Linked DNA regions of Ovis aries: region 2 is linked to region 1. Evidence: chromatin contacts called from public Hi-C data. All regions are on one chromosome and are shown on one strand. Each heading gives the region's core, a stretch centred on a gene start, on an enhancer-like site or on the middle of the called end of the contact. The rest is flanking DNA. Distances are from core to core; before and after follow the strand shown. Region 1 holds the start of NUB1 (negative regulator of ubiquitin like proteins 1). Region 2 overlaps PRKAG2 (protein kinase AMP-activated non-catalytic subunit gamma 2).

Region 1 (3,157 bases), core at 390-2,889:
CCTCCTGCCAGCATCAGGGTCTTTTCCAATGAGTTGGCTCTCTTCCCATCAGGTGGCCAAAGTATTGGAACTTCAGCTTCAGCATCAGTCCTTCCAATGAATATTCAGGACTGATTTCCTCTAGGATGGACTGGTTTGATCTCCTTGCACACATTTCTCTCCCCTAAAATGGACTTAGGCACACATCCCACCCAAGGCTTCTTCCCCCAGGGGCAGAAGGGCACCAGGAGGAGGGGTCATGCTTCCCTCTCCTTGTGGAGTGTGTCAGAGAGTTTGCAAAGCCCCTTTCAGACAGTCTGCAGCTCCTGGAGTAATTCTAGACACAACACTTTGTTTCAGGGAATGTTTGTGCAGGGGCAAACGGGAGGGTGGGGTACTGATATTATCTTCCCAGGTGAGGTGGAGGCTGGGCAGCTTGCCTAGATCCCCAGGGCTGAAGCCAGTTGCCACGTGCAGGGCCCAGGACAGTGCTAGAGAAGGTCCCAGGATGGGCCTTGGATTTGGTTAATGTGCTGCCCAAGCGAGCTGGGGCCTTGGGTTTGGAATGGAAGAACCAACAGTCTCATCCGAGCGAGAAGTTTCTGGGCTCTGCCATGGGCTCTATCTTGCCTTCCCATTCTTCGATTCGGTCCTACCGAAGGCGGATCTAACCATCTCTGGAAGCTATGCTATGACCTGTGCTCAACCAGCGGGCTTTGAGCTCCATTAGTTCCAGACAAGCCTGTCTTATGTCCTCCCCTAGACACAGGACACAGGCGTCAGGCCAGGGGCTTAGATGACTGAGTACAGGGGTGGGCAAAGCGCTTCGGGAGCAGGCCGATTGCCAGAGGTCCTGTCAGCAATAGCATGTGGAGACAGGGTCAGCAGGGCCAGCAAAACCAGCAGAGAAGTACGAGGGCAAGGGGCCGGGAAGTTCACCAAAGCGGAGGCCTGGGCCGAGTGATGCACGGAGGGATGAAAAGCTGGACTTTTAGAGGGGTCATCATGTTAGACCCAGTCCGGGGGTGGGATGGGGGTTGGGGGGCGGGGGCGGACCCAGCTGCACTAAGTCCAGACTTTCCCGCCGTGGGGGGAGAAGGGGCTTGCTCCAAGGTGCTCTGGCCTCTTTCGAGGATTCTGAAGGAATGAAGCCAAGCTCAATTTCCTCAGAAGTCAGGTAAACTTGGCCGGGACAGCGGCCCCGCCCAACACCGCCTTGGTCCTCACGGGCGGTCCCCAGGGTTGCGGGCTGAGTCTTCCCGCCAGCCCCGCCCCCGACCCCCGGAAAGTCCCCCGGGCGGTCAACGCCCAGGCTCCTTCTCGCTCTCCTCTCTGCCCCGCCCACATCCGATCGCCCCAGGCTCTAGCCCCGCCCCTTGCCCAGCCCCGCCCACCCTTGCCCCGCCCTTCCGCCTCGCCCCCCCTCGCCCCGCCTCTCACCCCAGCTGCGCCCCATCCGTGTCCAGCTCTCCCGCCTTAGCCCCGCCCACAGCCTACCCACAACCCCGCCCGGCCCCCTCTTAGCCCCGCCCATACCCCTGCTTCTCGGCCTCGCGGGGACGGGGCGGGGCGGCCCGGCGGCGGCGGCGGCCTCGGCGGCGGGGGCGGGGCCGGCCTCACCCGGAATGAAAATAAACGGCGGCCGCAGCCGCATCCGGGCACTCGGCGGGTCGCGGCTGGCGCAGCTGTGGCGCAGGTGAGGAGATGGCGGCCGAGCGTCCGGTCCTTGACCCGGGTGTCAGCCGCGCCGCCCGGCGCCCTAGTTCCCCCCAGGCGTGACCCCGACGCCGACCCCGCCCGGGCAGCGGCGGAGGTGGGCGCCCTGCGCGGAGACTCGGCCGGGACCGGGGGCGGCGGGTCGGGGCTTCTGGACGCACCGGGCCCTTCGCCCGGCCCTGGGTTTGCTCTGGGCTGACGCGGGTGGTGGGTATTTAAAACGAGAGATTGAAATGTTTTTGGAGGGAGGCAGAGAAACATATGTATATGTTAAAATTACTCACTGGCCATACAAAAAGCTTGAATCGTAACATTGTTACGCCATTTGGGATTTATTTGCAATCAAAGACAGATTTTCTTTTCCTGTTTAATGAGAAAACGCGGTTTATTTTCTCCAGCCCTGACGATCAGATTCTGTATGTTTCTCAACGTCTTCCCACACTCTCATTTTTTAATAGAAGATTCTTGTAATAGTGTAAGAGGGAAAAGTACTGTATTTTGAATAAGTATATGTGTGTTTGTATATGTTTGAAAACCTCTGGATAAAGGCAGCGTAGATCGATTTATTTAAAAAATGAAAGCGAAATGTTACAGGAATGATTTATACCCTTTCACTTTCGGTTTACAGCATGGGTATTAATGAATTTCTGCTTTTTGACGGGGACTGTGACACGGAACATTGTGTAGCAAGCCTGAAACTTTCAGTTTTCCAATTAACGTTGAAAACTGACTTATTAAACCGTTTCCCTTTTGATTTGAGTTAAAATACATATCCTCGTTTTTTTTGTTGTTGTTGTTGCCCATGAGTGGTTTTGTAAGTTTTAAGACAATGGTTTAATCTTTTTTTCAAACATTAAGTGGTGGACTGGAGACCCTCCTTGCTGTGTATTTGCTGGTGGGCGGAGTGTGGACGAGGAGAAGGCAATGGCACCCCACTCCAGTACTCTTGCCTGGAAAATCCCATGGATGGAGAAGCCTGGTAGGCTGCAGTCCATGGGGTCACTAGGAGTCAGACACGACTGAACAACATAACTTTCACTTTTCACTTTCCTGCATTGGAGAAGGAAATGGCAACCCACTCCAGTATTCTCGCCTGGAGAATCCTAGGGACGGGGGAGCCTGGTGGGCTGCGGTCTATGGAGTCGCACAGAGTCGGACACGACTGAAGCGACTTAGCAGCAGCAGCAGCAGCAGCAGGAGTGTGGGCCACACACTAGGTTTAGGAAATCCTTTGAGACTTCCGCTTGGTAGTTACTTGGATTACAGAGGGCTGTGCATTCAGCCTTCTAAAATGGCTTGGCTTCCCTGAATGGCCCTTGAAATGGTTACCACCCCCTCACAAGTGATACTTAATTGGGAATTTCTGAACATTTGTGAGCGGGGCTTCCCCTGTGGCTCTGTGGTAAAGAATCCGCCTCCCGGTGCAGGAGACGCAGGAGATGTGGGTTTGATCCCTGGGTCA
Region 2 (3,157 bases), core at 466-2,965, 390 kb after region 1:
ACTGATGCTCAAATCAGCAATTGAAAGCTGGATGAGAAAGAAAATATTTACGTAATTCTAAAGGAGTTCCCCGTGAAATCTTTACTGCTTACGAAGGGGAAAGGAGTAACTTTCTTAATTGGGGTGGACACCTCCTCTAACCGAGTGATCGGTCAGTGTCACCCAGAAGAGGTCATCATGACATCCCACGCTCCCCGCAGTGAGGCCAGCACAGGACACTGGACACGTGGCCTCATGCCCAACCAGCCAACCTGAACTGAATCCCGAGGAAACGTCAGACAAACCACAGTGAAGGACGTCAGACAAACCAGAGGGAAAGATGTCAGACAAACCAGAGAGGACAGTCTGTGTGTGGTCTTGAAAAATGTCACAAAGAAAAAAGATTGGGGGCAGCAAATCGAGAGGGACGGAGGAGAAGGGACACCCAAACACAGGGTGTGACATGGGCTTCCTCTTCTGAAAACGTCACCGAGACAATCTGTGAACCGAGAATACAGTCTGCAGCTTAGCAAAGACAGTGGTATCGATGTTAATTTCCTGGTTTTGATAATTAAACTGCAATTGGAAGAATGTCCCTGTTTTTAAGAGACGAAGTATTTAGGGGCTGGGGACATTGTAACCGCAGCTTCCTCTTGACAGTTCAGATTTCATATAGACACACACAAATACATATTTTATTGAGAGGTGGGAGTGGATATAAGCAAATGTGGTCACAAAATGTTAACCCTGGGGCATCTAGATGAAAGGGGTGGGAGAACGCTTTCTACTGTTCTTGTAACTTTTATATAAGCCTGAGATTTTCAAAATAAAGCGTGATTTTTTAAAGAGAAATTAAGCAATAGTCAGAGATGGGCTGCCCTGGTGGCTCAGTGGTAAAGAATTCGCCGGCTAATGCAGGAAAGTGAAGCGAAAGTCTCTCCGTCGTGTCTGACTCTTTGCGACCCCATGGACTGCATGGTCCATAGAATTCTCTAGGCCAAAATACTTGAGTGGATACCCAGGTCTCCCGCATTGCAGGTGGATTCTTTACCAGCTGAGCCACCAGGGAACATGGGTTCAATTCCTGATCCCCGATCTCTGCTCCCCAACAAGAGAGGCCACTGCAGTGAGAAGCCCGCACACCGCAATTGGCGAGCAGCCCCTGCCTGCCTCAGAGAAAAAAACCCTCTAGGCAAAGAAGACCCAGCACGGCCAAAAATAAATACACAGACTAATATTTTTTAAAAAAGAAGCGGTCAGAGCAAGAATGCAGGGACCTCCCTGGCGGTCCAGTGGTTCAGACTCCATGCTCCCAGTTCAAGGAGGACTGGATCCATCCCTGGTTGGGGAACTAAGAACTTGCATGTTGCCTGGTGCAGCCGAAATAAAAAAATTTAAAAGAAATGTTATCTAAAAAAAAAAAAAAATCCAGGGTTTGATGGCATCTCCTTTTATTGTGTTGCGTGGTACAGAATCATCGCGGAGCAGCGCTGAGAGACCCAGAGAGCTCTACAGTTTGCCAAGGGAAAGGAGATTTTTGTCGCGTAGCTTCTCCCAGATGACAGTACTGATGGCCGCGCCCTGCAGCCCGACCCAAGCGGGCTGGTCCGCGTTTCTCTGCGTGGTGGCCAGCAGAGGGCACTCTCTCCGGGGACCACGCGGGTGACCGGCCACATAGCTCTGCCATGCGCTGGCTGAACTTTTCAGGAAACTCGGATGCCACACATACTTTTCCTTTCTTTTCGGGCAGGCAGGATGAGTCACGTTTTTTTCTGAAGTCTGCAGAGCCACGGGATCCAGACCTCAGCAGCTGCCTGGATCCAGAGGGCTCTGGCCTGGGCAGTGGACCGAAGACGGGGCCCTGAGCCCTGGGACGCAGCAGGGAGGATCTCGCTCAGCCGGGCGCAGGGTAGGACTCGTGTGACTCCAGATCGCAACCAACCAGCGGGGCCAGGGCCGTGGGGACCAGTGGCCACAGGCAGCCCCGGGGCCTGCCTCTTCTCCCAGTTCACATTCAGCCTCACCCCGAGCTCGGATCCTGCCTCCAGCCCCATGCACCTCTTCATCCCCGCATCCAGGCTGCCCTGTCTTCCCTCCGACGGCCAGTGTCGAGTGGGACACCAGGGCGAGAGCCGAGGGCGGGGCAACACCTGAGATGGACAGCAGCAGGGTGTGCTTTAGGGACGCTCTCAGGATCAACATCCACAACAGGAGGAGGAGGACTGGGCCAGGGCGAAGTGCAGAGGCGACAAAGACCCAGCCAGGGCCCCCACCCAGAAAGCGCGGAGCGGGGACAACCCTCAGAGCTGCCCAGAGGGGCTGAGGGGCTGGTCCTTGACAGCCAGGCACCTTTGAGGACCCAGCAGGCAGGAGGCCAGGTGAGCAGTACAGGCTCCGGTCAGAGCCAGCCCAGGGCCAGAGCGTGGAGGGCGTAGCAAGACCAGATTTTCACTCGAGCGGATCGGGGAGGCACTGAGGGGTCGAAAAGGGGACGCCGAGATGGCCACCATCCATTAAAACAGGGGCCAGCCCTGCTAACCGCCTGCTTCTGCAAATAGGGATTCACTGGGACCCAGCTTACATTTTGTCTGCGGCTGAGTCGTGGCAGCAGAGACCTGGTGATCCACAAGCCCTAAAACATTTCCTATCTGGCCACTATAGCAAGGGGCGTCCCTTGTGGCTCAGATGGTAAAGAATCTGCCTGCAATGTGGGAGACCAGGGTTCGATCCCTGGGTGGGGAAGAGCCCCCTTGAAGGGAAAAGCTACCCCCTCCAGTAATTTTTGCCTGGAGAATTCCATGGACAGAGGAGCCTGGACAGAGGACTACAGTCCATGGGGTCGCAAAGAGTCAGGCAGGACTGAACAACTTTCACTTCCCTTTTATAGGAAGAGTTTACCGATTCAGTTCAGTTCAGTCACTCAGCCGTGTCCAACTCTTTGTGACCCTGTGGACTGCAGCACGCCAGGCCTCCCTGTCCATCACCAACTCCTGGAGTTCACCCAAACTCATGTCCATTGAGTCGGTGATGCCATCCAGCCATCTCATTCTCTGTCGTCCCCTTCTCCTCCAGCCTTCAATCTTTCCCAGCATCAGGGTCTTTTCCAATGAGTCAGCATCAGGTGGCCAAAGTATTAGAGCTTCAGCTTCAACATTGGTCCCTCCAATGAATATTCAGG

Evidence for each region. A called contact is a pair of places that touch in the nucleus more often than the background predicts.
Region 2: a contact with region 1 is called in a Hi-C map of tail adipose tissue, with 5 times the contacts expected there. The contact joins the enhancer-like site here to the promoter of NUB1 in region 1. A contact is called at or near these places in 3 of 16 Hi-C or Micro-C datasets (hypothalamus, retroperitoneal adipose tissue and tail adipose tissue).

Annotation. Positions count from the first base shown.
Region 1 is chr4:115,513,031-115,516,187 of ARS-UI_Ramb_v3.0, forward strand. NUB1 (negative regulator of ubiquitin like proteins 1) reads left to right here and starts at 1,640. Exons shown (of 14, transcript XM_027969027.2): 1 at 1,640-1,675.
Region 2 is chr4:115,899,431-115,902,587 of ARS-UI_Ramb_v3.0, forward strand. All of the region lies in intron 3 of PRKAG2 (protein kinase AMP-activated non-catalytic subunit gamma 2), which reads right to left. Among named protein-coding and RNA genes, the nearest start is that of PRKAG2, 120 kb to the right of the region's middle. Within about 2 kb of position 1,716, at least 12 of the 54 cell types and tissues checked have an H3K27ac peak or open chromatin away from gene starts, as enhancers often do. A contact at or near this core is called in tail adipose tissue, where this site is marked.